Linked DNA regions of Mus musculus: regions 1, 2 and 3 are each linked to region 4. Evidence: chromatin contacts called from public Hi-C and HiChIP or PLAC-seq data. All regions are on one chromosome and are shown on one strand. Each heading gives the region's core, a stretch centred on a gene start, on an enhancer-like site or on the middle of the called end of the contact. The rest is flanking DNA. Distances are from core to core; before and after follow the strand shown. Region 1 overlaps Ebf1 (early B cell factor 1). Region 2 has its middle 150 kb from the start of Gm12159. Region 3 has its middle 32 kb from the start of Gm51859. Region 4 overlaps Clint1 (clathrin interactor 1).

The links. A called contact is a pair of places that touch in the nucleus more often than the background predicts. HiChIP or PLAC-seq counts read pairs in DNA pulled down with a chosen protein or histone mark.
Region 1: a Hi-C map of embryonic fibroblasts shows a contact between it and region 4, with 3 times the contacts expected there. The contact joins two enhancer-like sites. A contact is called at or near these places in 2 of 15 datasets of contacts at CTCF or cohesin (large pre-B cells and pro-B cells), 49 of 484 Hi-C or Micro-C datasets (the 3T3-L1 cell line, B cells, the Ba/F3 cell line and 31 more), 8 of 115 datasets of contacts at active chromatin or transcription factors (the NIH/3T3 cell line, astrocytes, cardiomyocytes and 5 more) and 1 of 9 other capture datasets (embryonic stem cells).
Region 2: a Hi-C map of uterus shows a contact between it and region 4, with 7 times the contacts expected there. The contact joins two enhancer-like sites. A contact is called at or near these places in 2 of 484 Hi-C or Micro-C datasets (embryonic fibroblasts and uterus) and 2 of 115 datasets of contacts at active chromatin or transcription factors (astrocytes and stem cell-derived neural progenitor cells).
Region 3: a contact with region 4 is called in an H3K4me3 HiChIP or PLAC-seq map of embryonic basal ganglia, with 6 times the contacts expected there. The contact joins two enhancer-like sites. A contact is called at or near these places in 1 of 15 datasets of contacts at CTCF or cohesin (the NIH/3T3 cell line) and 3 of 115 datasets of contacts at active chromatin or transcription factors (embryonic basal ganglia, embryonic stem cells and large pre-B cells).

The regions. Positions count from the first base shown.
Region 1 is chr11:45,001,694-45,004,393 of GRCm38.p6, reverse strand. All of the region lies in intron 15 of Ebf1 (early B cell factor 1), which reads right to left. Among named protein-coding and RNA genes, the nearest start is that of Gm51859, 86 kb to the left of the region's middle. Within about 2 kb of position 1,278, at least 51 of the 459 cell types and tissues checked have an H3K27ac peak or open chromatin away from gene starts, as enhancers often do. A contact at or near this core is called in the NIH/3T3 cell line, the STO cell line, embryonic fibroblasts and 2 more, where this site is marked.
Region 2 is chr11:45,264,000-45,266,699 of GRCm38.p6, reverse strand. No RefSeq gene overlaps it. Among named protein-coding and RNA genes, the nearest start is that of Gm12159, 150 kb to the right of the region's middle. Within about 2 kb of position 1,284, at least 33 of the 459 cell types and tissues checked have an H3K27ac peak or open chromatin away from gene starts, as enhancers often do. A contact at or near this core is called in uterus, where this site is marked.
Region 3 is chr11:45,054,954-45,057,653 of GRCm38.p6, reverse strand. No RefSeq gene overlaps it. Among named protein-coding and RNA genes, the nearest start is that of Gm51859, 32 kb to the left of the region's middle. Within about 2 kb of position 1,268, at least 3 of the 459 cell types and tissues checked have an H3K27ac peak or open chromatin away from gene starts, as enhancers often do. A contact at or near this core is called in embryonic basal ganglia, where this site is marked.
Region 4 is chr11:45,879,844-45,882,543 of GRCm38.p6, reverse strand. The region is part of intron 1 of Clint1 (clathrin interactor 1); the gene reads right to left. Among named protein-coding and RNA genes, the nearest start is that of Clint1, 29 kb to the right of the region's middle. Within about 2 kb of position 1,298, at least 72 of the 459 cell types and tissues checked have an H3K27ac peak or open chromatin away from gene starts, as enhancers often do. A contact at or near this core is called in the NIH/3T3 cell line, the STO cell line, embryonic basal ganglia and 3 more, where this site is marked.

The sequences.
Region 1 (2,700 bases), core at 29-2,528, 880 kb after region 4:
TAGTGAGAATTTTCAGTTTGTCATTTTGCCTCCACCCCCCCACCATCACATACGAAGTATAAAATAAAGGAATGGCCCGCTGTAACTGCCAACAATTTCTGCGAACAGTCTCTCCTTATGTTCTGTATTAGCATGAAAATTAAGCAACAGAGCAACCATCTGAGGGAGGGCCTTCCCTTCAGCCCTAGCTGGAAAAGGACGCCAGCCACAGCACCACAGCAGGCATTGTTCACAGGGAAAGCTGAGTCCTGGTTGGAAGAGAGAGCCTGTTTGCCGGACACTGTAGAATGCCTCTCTACTCCCAGGATTTCTGGAATGACCTGAGCATGGCTACTAGGGAAAACATGTAGCCTATGAAGGGAAGACCTGTTTTTAGTCAACCCTATTTTTATTTTAGAGTTTGGAGTTAGGAGCTGCACGGCCATGTTTAGGAAATGCTGCCTCATGCCTGCCCACTTCAGAGCGCATTCCTCTGAGATGGCTAATTCTCTGCCTGACCCTCAGCCTCCATGGCTGGAACATGAAGTGAACTGCAGCACTCAGGAGTTAGTGAACGTTTAAATAGAAGCAGAGCGCCTGGGTCTAACCCCCCAGCCCAGGCAGGGTCTAACCCCAAGGCAGATTACCCTCTGCCTGTGAACTACCATTTCTGCTTCTTGGATCTAGCTGAAAGCACTGTTAAACTTCTCTGGTCTGTGTTTGCCCCTACATCAAATAGACACCATTCCAATAGGGCACATTTAACAGAAAGAGTGTGAAAAATAGGGGTTTGCTATAGGAAAGATGGTGTGGTAACTTGAAAATAGACCAAGCCAAGAGAGATGCCTGTGTAAAACCAAAGACAAGGCTTTCTTTGGTTAACAATGATAACACGGAAAGAAAAAGAAAAAAGAAAAAAGCCTTTTCTTTCTTTCCTTTTTATTGACAAATCTAAACTTAAGTGAATATTCTCATCAGTGATTAATGCCTGCACTAATCACTAATGAGGAAATTGGACCTCTTTCCCTTCCTTTGACTAAACCATCATGTGTGGAAAATGTTCCTTAAAATAAAGGAACCCCATTGGCACAGATGGACAGAGGGAGACCAGGCCATGTACCCCCCCCACATTACTCTGGCTTCCCTACCCCAACCCCTGACATTTTAGATTCAATTAAAAGAAAAACCCAAAAGTATTTTGCCAAACACTTTTTCCGTTAATTTTTAAACCCATCTGTATTCGCAAGGAAATTCAATCCACATGTTTCTGATTCATTTACACGTAAATCATCCAAATGTTGTTTTGCAAGAGCCCCTTTGCAGTCCAAAAGCTCCTGGAGTCCTTTCCTAAACCCTCATAAGCCTTTCTTTCTTTCTTAGAAACAGGAAGTCATCTTTTGCCAAATGCAGCCTGACTTAAGCCCCCCACCCCCGCCACCCAAGACTTGGGATCAGTTGGAAAAGCAGTGCCCTTAAGAGCTGAGAGAGCCCTAGACTTCATTGAACTTGGGTGAGGGGGGGGGGGGGCTTAGTATTTAAACCCTGGGCCTTAACTTGAGAGTTCCAGATGCTGCAGCCTCTTGTACAAGGATTGGCAGCTGGGGGGGGGGGGGAGTCCCTCAGTGTGCTGGCTCAGTATCACTTTGGGTCCCTAAGCATGTGCCGGGTGGATCCTCTACCCTTTAATAGATAGCAGGAAGTAAAGCCTAAATAGCAGGAAGGTGAAGCTTGTAGTTAATGAAGCTAGTCTCTCCTCCTTTCTATTAAATAAATAAATAAATAAATAAATAAATAAATAAATAAATAAAAGTAAATAAAAAATACTATGTTGCTGGTGGACGGGCAGTCTCTGTCCTGCCCAGGACAGCTCAGGGAGTGTCCATATGATCTAAAGTAAAGCAGAAAGCTGACAAATCTGCTGTTTTAGCCCATGTATTCTTAGATGTGTCCATTGTAACCTAGATGGACACTTACCCTCTGGGCCCTAGGAAAACATCCTATGAGGGTCACATGAATTAAAAAAAAATTAAAATAGTGTTTTGTTACTCAAATAATTTCTTAGGTTGGTTAGATTTAAGCATCTTCATAGGTTTCCATTAAAGTTCCCCACCAAATTCACTGGTGTGCTGGTACACTTCTTTTTTGGTAGTTATAAACCCCATACCCTTGAGAGACTCAGCTGGCACTTGAGTGAGCAGTGTCCTGGACAGGAAATGGGGCATGCCTTCTGCAAAGGGCTTGTAGCATCCCCTGGGATGGTGGCTCAACGAGGTTTCTGAATTCTTTGAAGAGAATTTAGAGTTGTAGAAGTTTTCAAACATGATTTCCCTGGCTTATAAATGTTTGCAAATAGGTGGTGTTAGTATCAAATATACTTAAGGGGCACTATGGGATGAGCATGGCTGGTCCCCACTCTGTAAACAGTTCACAGAACATAAGTCTAACACAAGATCTATTACCCTCTAAGCAAGGCCCACAGTTACTTACTTACACGTTTTTGTAAAGGGTTACTGCACCCTACACTTTTCTTACACAACAAAATGCTAGCCATCTGTGGCCTGAGTCTAGGCACCTCAAAGGAGGCCCTCCCAATAAAGAAACCTCACTGCATGACTACATGGCAATACTGGGTCTAGAAGCTGTTTTCCTATCTGTGCTGCAATCTGAAAATTAATTATGTGGGTGAGAGGGATGGGTATCGGAGGCTTGGAATGTCCCAAA
Region 2 (2,700 bases), core at 35-2,534, 620 kb after region 4:
TCGGTTATGACTAAAGGTAGCGCCATCTCATATAAGAGTCCTGGACCTGAAGTGTCCACAGGAATGAGGTACCTAGGAGAGGGTGACCTCTGGCCCCTGGCACGAGGAGGGAGACCTGGGATGGCTTATGCGGAGGTAATGCTCACAATTCCAGCAGGCATTGCTCCGGCAGACAAGAGAAAACAGTAAAACTCTCAGAGGAAGTGCGTGGTGGGCTGAATACCACAGAGGCCAACAGTGTACTTTCCACCTCTTCAAAGATCGATGGTTCTTCTCGGCTATAACTCTAAGGAACACTGGGCGATGCTGGTGGGTGGAAGAAACTCATGGCATCAGATGAGACATTCTTTGTAACAACAGTGTTATTCTTATTTTTTTAAAGTCTTCTTTAATCTTTCTGATTATGTGAAAAACAGTGTCTTAGATTCATGCTGGCCTGTACAATACAAACTTTAAATATCTTTTTTTAAAGTCAGGAACCATCCCAGTTAATGTTCCGGCCTCTCAGTCAGTTGCTCTCCAAAGTGAGGAAGATGGTGGGGGCTTCTTCCTAGAGCAGTGGCAATCAGCACTGCATAGAAGACCTGGCACTGGCTCAGATCTCAGCGAGTCTCACTAGTTTGGTTTTCGCATCTATCGTCTTCCCAGGCAGCCAACATTTCTCTGGCTCCTGTTCAGTAAGAAGGTTTTGTTTCAGTTGCATTTATTTTATGATCACCGTTCAGCTTCTACGTATTGTTTCTACATACTCTTTCTTTTGGCAGCTAGACTTATGAAAGGGAAGGGTAATAAAAGCGGAACATAGGGAAGGTGAATGTGATTGAACACAGTCAGGGGAAACGCACACCCATTTGATCTCTCGGGGTCTCTGCAGTTCTAAGTGTCAGTGATTGCAGGGATGAGGGAGAGAGAGAGAGAGAGAGAGGCCACAGAAGATAGCAGATTTACTCAAGGTCACGAGGCTCATTAGTGGCAGAGCTCGGAGGGGATCCAGCACCTCCAGATGCGCAGGCTCACGTTCTCTCCAGAACTTGTTCATAGTCCAGAGCCCCAGGACTCTTGTCAGCTAGGAGAGCCTTCTCTCGCCCCAGCCCTGGGCTCAGAATGCGAGGCTGCAGAGAACTTTGCCCACAGTCAACTATGATCCCTGTCCCCAAACCAACCATTGCTTGCTGTTTCATACAGCCCCGCTTCATTCTCCAGTGCTCCGATGCCATGTTCGGTGCTGGGAATTTGGGTGGGCCCAGAGTGCCTTTAGTATTACTGCTATAATTCAAAACATCCAAATTATTATTTTCTCCATGAGACGAAGCCAGGGGAACACTGTTAAGTGGAGAGAAAAGTGTTTGTTACGCTGGGCGTTCCAACAAAATGTCCTCCTTTGCCATTAAATCATAGCACTTCTAAATGAAAAGATATTTTGCAAACTTTGGCAATGACTGAAATTTGGACATGATACAGACACCCTCCCCCCCCCCTTTCCATTTTGTGCTTTTTCTCCATGTGGTCTCAAGAAATACTATTTGCTGGCTTAACTTTCCTTGTTTCTCTTTCCTCACGACCCAAGTTGTCCATTCTCCCCAAAGACCTCAGCTTGGTTTTCTGCCCACAAGTTATCATTTTAATAAATAGTGAGGCTGATAAGTAGAGGCCAGAGAGAATAGCCTTGTACCCAAATGCATTGTTTCTCAGAACCTCTCTTTCTTTAGAATTAATCATAAACACATTTATGGAAAGGAATGTGCATATTACCATGAAGCCCCTAAAGAGAATATTAATGAGGGTGTATTGACAAGACAATTAAATCTGTGTGGGCTGAAGGTGATCAATATTATCAATGAAAAATAATAATCTCCCAAACCATAAAATCCTCTGCTGAACTCTTGTGTTCAGTTGTATGCCCTTAGTGTGAAAACTCTTCTTGTGTACGTATGTGTATGTATGTGTGTGTGTATGTATGTATGTGTACATGTAAGTGTAGCATACATGTGTTAATGCATGAGTGTATGAGTATGTGTGGATATGGAGGCCAGAGAAGGAAGCTTGCTATCCTATCGCTTTTTACCTTATTTCTTTGAGACATGTCTCCCACTGAACCTGAAGCTTGCTGTTTCAAAAAGTCATGTGCCCAGTGATCTCCCAGGATCCTCTTGTTTCCTTCTCCCCAAAGAATAGCATTACAGATATGCCCAGCCATGGTTGGCTTTTGCATGGGTCACAGGGGACTGGAAGTCAGGCCCTCATGTTTGTGCATCAAATGATTTTACTGACTGAGCCATCTCCTCAGGCCCTGCTTTGTGAACAATTTCATCAAGCACTTCTCCATTTCTAATTAGCCTCCGATGTCACAAAGAATCTCTTGGTGGAATTGATGCTTCTCAGGCCCCGGCTTCTCTCTTCTCCTCTCCTCCCTGGACAAAGCATGAACAATTCCAGAGTGTGGCTGCCACACCCTCAGCTCCACTGTTGGAGCTCAAAAGCTAGGATTAGCAGCTGGGGAAATCCATTGACAGGCCTGGGATGTGTCTGGGCCCACAGCTGGGCTGCTCTTGTACAAGACCCGAGGGACATGGAACAGTAGATTGCAAATCAAAAACTCCCTCAGCAGCCTGGCTCACATTATGAACAATTCTCTCTGGTGGATCAAGAGGCAGGAGGCAGGAGGCAGGAGTTGAGTTGCTCTCCAGCCAGATCATGCAT
Region 3 (2,700 bases), core at 19-2,518, 820 kb after region 4:
TTTTCTAATGCTGGGATCTCCTCCCCAAGACTGAAGTCTTTGTTTTCCTCTCACCTCTAATGACAGTCTCTTATATTCCCAGCACAGGGCGAAGTGCTTTATTCCAACATCAAACTCCAACACTAGATTGATTTCTTGACATCTCTATTTGAATATCTGATATTTGACTCTCAATGCATGCAAAGTAAAAAATTTTTTTCCTCTCCACACCCCCTCTAGCTGTAGTTTTTCTCCATCACAGGAGATGGCGACTGCATCCTTCGGCTGATCATACTTCCAGGAGTCATCCTTGACTCTGCTGTTTCAAATCCACATCCAATTGCTGAGGAAATCTATTGGATTCACCTTTCAGAATCCAGAGAAGTCTGGCCATTTATCTTTTTCATTTCTCCTTTGAACTATTACAAGAGGCCCTGGCTGTTTTTAAACAGAAACCAGAGTGATAATTTTTAAACCATGCGGTCATTTTGTTCAGAACCCAGTGACTGTCCTTTCCTTTCTAGAAGAAATCCTAGCTCTTAGTGTTTCCACCATGTTCTTCTGTTGTGTCCCCTCTAATCTTCCCAAGTGGACCCCCAGCTCATTTTTCCCTGGCCACACTTCTTACTAATTGCTACTCAGCCTGCCTTACATAGTGGACTTTTAAATGATCATTTAAATGAAGCCCCTTTGCCAAATGTTAATCCTGGGACTTTCTTCAAGTCTTTGCTCAGATTTTCTTTTCATAGTGAGAGCCATTGGATGATGGTTTAGCCTGCACCTTAAAGTTCCTCATGCAGTGCCATGTATCTGAGCTGACTGTTATGACTGCCATACTCAGATGACTGATTAGGAAGAAGGCAAGATCAGTTCTCTGGGCCTTTATCTTAGGACATTGAGTTCTCTGGACCTTATTGAGCACAGATCATTTCGAAAATGGCAACGTTTCCTTCTTAATGTAAAACTTTGGGAAGGTAGCCACCTACGTTAACAATATAGAAACATTCATCTCTGACCCTCCCCATGGGTTAGCATAAACTCTTGTCTTTCCTGTTTGTTTCTTTCAAGGAGCTTCATTCACCCCCACACACCCCTCACACCCACCCCTCCCCACCCCAGCATTGTAGCAATTGTTAAAGATCTACCGAGAGGGATTATTGCTAAGTCTTGTCACATAAAGAGCCAGAGTAATTTGTGTACAGTACAGTTAAAATTACACCATTATGCTCAAAGCTAATATTACCCTAATGAGTTGAAATGGAAGGAAGAAGGTTGCTTGGGAGAGACTATAAGTGACTTAGCGCGGGTTTCTCACTTCCAATGATAATGTTCTTTGGAACTGTGTTTTGAACACATTATTATAGATTTAAATATTTTAATATTCATTTATTCTAATTTCCTTTTTGATAGGTACCATCTCCGTGCTTGCATTTCATCAACTCTGACTAGCGACACCACTCTATTTAATCTCTTCCATGGCCAAATTTCCCATGAATTGGGAACAAGGTTTTAGCTGCTTAAGGAGGTTTCAACAATTCCTTTGTGTGGTTCAACATTTAAAACTCAGATAGGGATGTAAAACCCTTTAACAAGGAACTGCTCTGCCTAGAGCCTCTGTACGTGTGCCATGACACAATCTACTGGAGAGATTGTCCCCAATCACACCCGAACTCCATTTCTCAGCTGCATTTAGAACTGACAGAAATCTTTGTTCTTAAGTGTGTCAGTTTGGAGCATATTCCTGGCAGGCAGCTGGTGATTCCTATACACTAGAGAGAACACTTCAGCAATGGGACTCATTATTAACTGTGCTGCCTGGTTTATATGTCTCAGTCTCATTTGTTCTAAGTATCCCCTCAGTGGCCCCCCACAATGCTCAAATCACAGTATCTCCACCATGCTTTTGGAAGGAAATTGCCTTTAGTGGATCCCTGTAAAATGCAGATATTCCTTGAAAAGGAATGATCACTATATATAAGTATATGGATAGGTATTCATTGAGAAGGCAAATACAACATTTGAAATGTAAGTTTTGGTGGAGAAAAGGAATTGGGGAAGTCTCAAACCCAGACGGCTTAAACAGAAGGGTATGAGATAAAAGCCTGAATTGCTGTGCAGAGTACCCTATATATCCCTTTTCCTCAAACACTTTCTGATTTATCCCAGATCTTTACTTAGCTTCCTTTTCCTCAACATCTAGCTCTTCGCCCAAATATCAGCTGTTTAGGTCGAGTTGACTAGCCATAGTGTTGAGATTTCATAGGTACAGCATTCCTATCATATATAAAAGACACAATCTCACAGACATTCCAGTCCTCTGGCTCCTTTAATCTTCCCTCCCTTTCCCCTATTCCCTGATGTTCCAGAAGCCTGAGGTACAGCACTCACGTTAGGTTGTGTTATATATTCTATTAGGTGGGGTTGAGAACCTCACCTCTGTATATTTTGAAGAAAGAGATTGAGGAGAACACTAGAAAATGGAAGATCTCCCAGGCTTATGGGTTGTAAAAAATTAGTATTGTGGAAAAGTCAATAATATACTTCTAAGAGCTGTGGAAATAGCTTGGTGGCAGACAGATTTCTTAGCATGTGTGAAGTCTAGGCTCAGTCACTAACTCTGTTATTAATTTTTAAAAACATACTCTCTTAAGACAGAGATAGAAAGGACCCAGGCACCCAGGAACTCCACCTGACCAGTGGCAGGGGTTCTTTCCAGTCTGA
Region 4 (2,700 bases), core at 49-2,548:
CTGACAAACAGATCCACATCAGCACTGAGACAGTCACATATAGACAGTTGGTCAGGTCACAGAACAAACAGTGCAGCTCCTACACCGACACCCACAACAGGACTCTACCAAGAAAAGTGTCCCCTGAATGCCAGGGACACCCCCTCCAACTGCACAACTAATGCGATAATATAACTAAAAGTTATTTCCTTAGGAACCCACAACTTTTGGGGCTCTTGAAGACTTTTAATGAATTTTCCTAATATTCCAGAGATGATTCTGTTGACAACAATTTATATATAAATAATGGTGTTGCTCTTCTCCTTAATTTTTATCAACAATGGAAACAAAATGAAGGCAAGCCAGCCAAAACCAGATCTACAATTTAAGATAATACAAAATGATGGATCTGACACTTTTGTTTATTCTGGTGGCTAAAGACTGCATGGTTGTGGGCAGCTAAAAGCATTCAAACGTAGCTGGGAAGATGAACCACACCAAACAGGGTTATAATCCACCCTTGCATTTTGTCACAGAGATCTCCACTATAAGATGAAGGCGCCTGTACTCCATGTCCATGAAATATTTTCACCAGAGCATTCAGCAATGCTAGGGCTCTTGGAACACTGCTTTCCTTGTTCAAGCTACAAAGGCCCGAGGGTCAAATGAGAGCCCTTTAAAGGCTCGTAGCTGAAGGCCTGTGTGTTGGGGCGGTGAGTGTTTAGGAGAGATGGCAGAGATCCAGAAGTTTAAGAATTTCCTCATTTCCTTAACTGAGAAACAAAAGGAGCCATTAAAACATACCGTTGGGTATAAAGGACATCCACAGAAGGATCATATGCTGTTACCAGGACAGCAAAAACCTAATACTTTCATGAGAATGCTGTTTTAAAGCTTTTTTTTTCCTTCTTCAATAAAACTGCTGCTTTCAAAAATGATCAAAAAATGAAGTTGATATCATAAAGAACTCTAGATTAAAAAAAAAAAAAACTTTTTAAAGCTTCATTAAGCCAGAAACAACCGTAACAAACAACAAAGAACCCTGTGTAGCACAGCCTTATTCCATTTCCATTTTAAAGCACCGATTTCTAAAAAGGTAAATAGAGCTTTTGACCCGCTGTTGTTTGGATAGCCTCAATCTTGGACCTATTCTTGACATCAATAACCTTCTAAAAATGAAAAAAAATTCCCTTTAAAAATAAAAATTAAAAACAATTAAAAAAATTTACTTCCCTGTAGCTTAATTCTAAATCTTCCCAGGTCTGGGAGAGATTTGTGTCCTTGTTGATTTCAGTCACTAGAGGGGGCCCTGTAATCAATTTTTGGACACACAAACTCCAAAGAAATGTCTGAACTTGGCTTTGCTGAAGAGCAGGAAAGCAGGCTTCCCAGCACTTGGGCAACTGCCAATCAAGTAGTTTTTATGCTCGTAGCATAAAAGCATGCTTTACTAGAAAATATCCACAGAGCAGAAGGGAAGAAGTGTGGGCACAACTCAGGTCCAGCTGTGAACGGAGGAGCACTGCGGTAGCAAGTATTGTTCCCACTCTGTCTTTTTTCCAAATGGGGTCAAACGGGTTTGTATCTTCACAGAGCACCACCCTTCTAGTCTAAGCTTACAATTCAATGTTCTGTTATATGCAGGTGTACACATTTCACAGGAAGACAGACAGAAACAGACCCAATAACTTAGTTCCAAGCACCAATTTCAAACCATACTATTTCCTTTATACTCCCTCAATTTCCCCAGTCCACCCTGATGAGCATTCTTACACTCTAGCCACGGGAAACAATACAATCCTACTAAAGTGCACAACAAATTCTGTGTGCCAGTTGCCTCCGCTGTAACTGTCCTACAGGTTAGGACACAGGACACTCCTTACACTTGTGATGGTCTTTGGTTTGGATAGTTAAGTGCTGCAGCATAGTAACTGAAGTTTGCACCCAGTGCTGTGGGAATAAGCCACGGGACAAATGCAAATGCCCACAACTGGAACAACACTAAAACCAGTCCTGAGGAGGAAATGTCACCTCTTAAAGCATTGGACTCCTCAAGAACTTCTAAAGGACAGCTGAAAATCCAGTTTTGAAACAGTTTCGCTCCCTGATAAATACCAATCTTCATACTGGCATAGTCACACTCCTGGAACACTTGTGAGACAGAGTTATCAGGATCAAGAGGTTGAGGGCAGCCTGCACTATGTGACAAGCCCCTGTCTCAGGCCACAATCTCTCTAAATGCTGCAGCACTCTAGTGAATACAGGACATCAAGGGCAACAGGCATTGTTCTGCCCAAGGGAACTTCTGTTGAAATCTTGTCTCAGTCACTGACTTTTATTTTTGGTTTGGTTTTTAGCATATATTAAATACAAAGTGTCTGATGAAGAAGAAAAAAGTGGAAGCTAGAAAGATGGCTCAGATGTTAACAGCACTTTCTGCTCTTACTGAGGACGGCTCAGTTCCCAATGCTCATGTTGTGCAGTCCATGCACAAGCTCCTGGAACTCCAGTTACAGGGAGCCTGATACCTTTTTCTGACCTTTTCTGGCACCAAGGCACACATATAAATAAATAGTAAATCTTTTCTTTCTTTTTTTTATTGGATATTTTATTTACATTTCAATTGTTATCCTTTTTCCCGATTTCTCCTCCAGAACACCCTCCATCCCATCCCCCCCCCCCACGCTTCTATGAGGGTGTTCCTCCACCCACCCACCCACT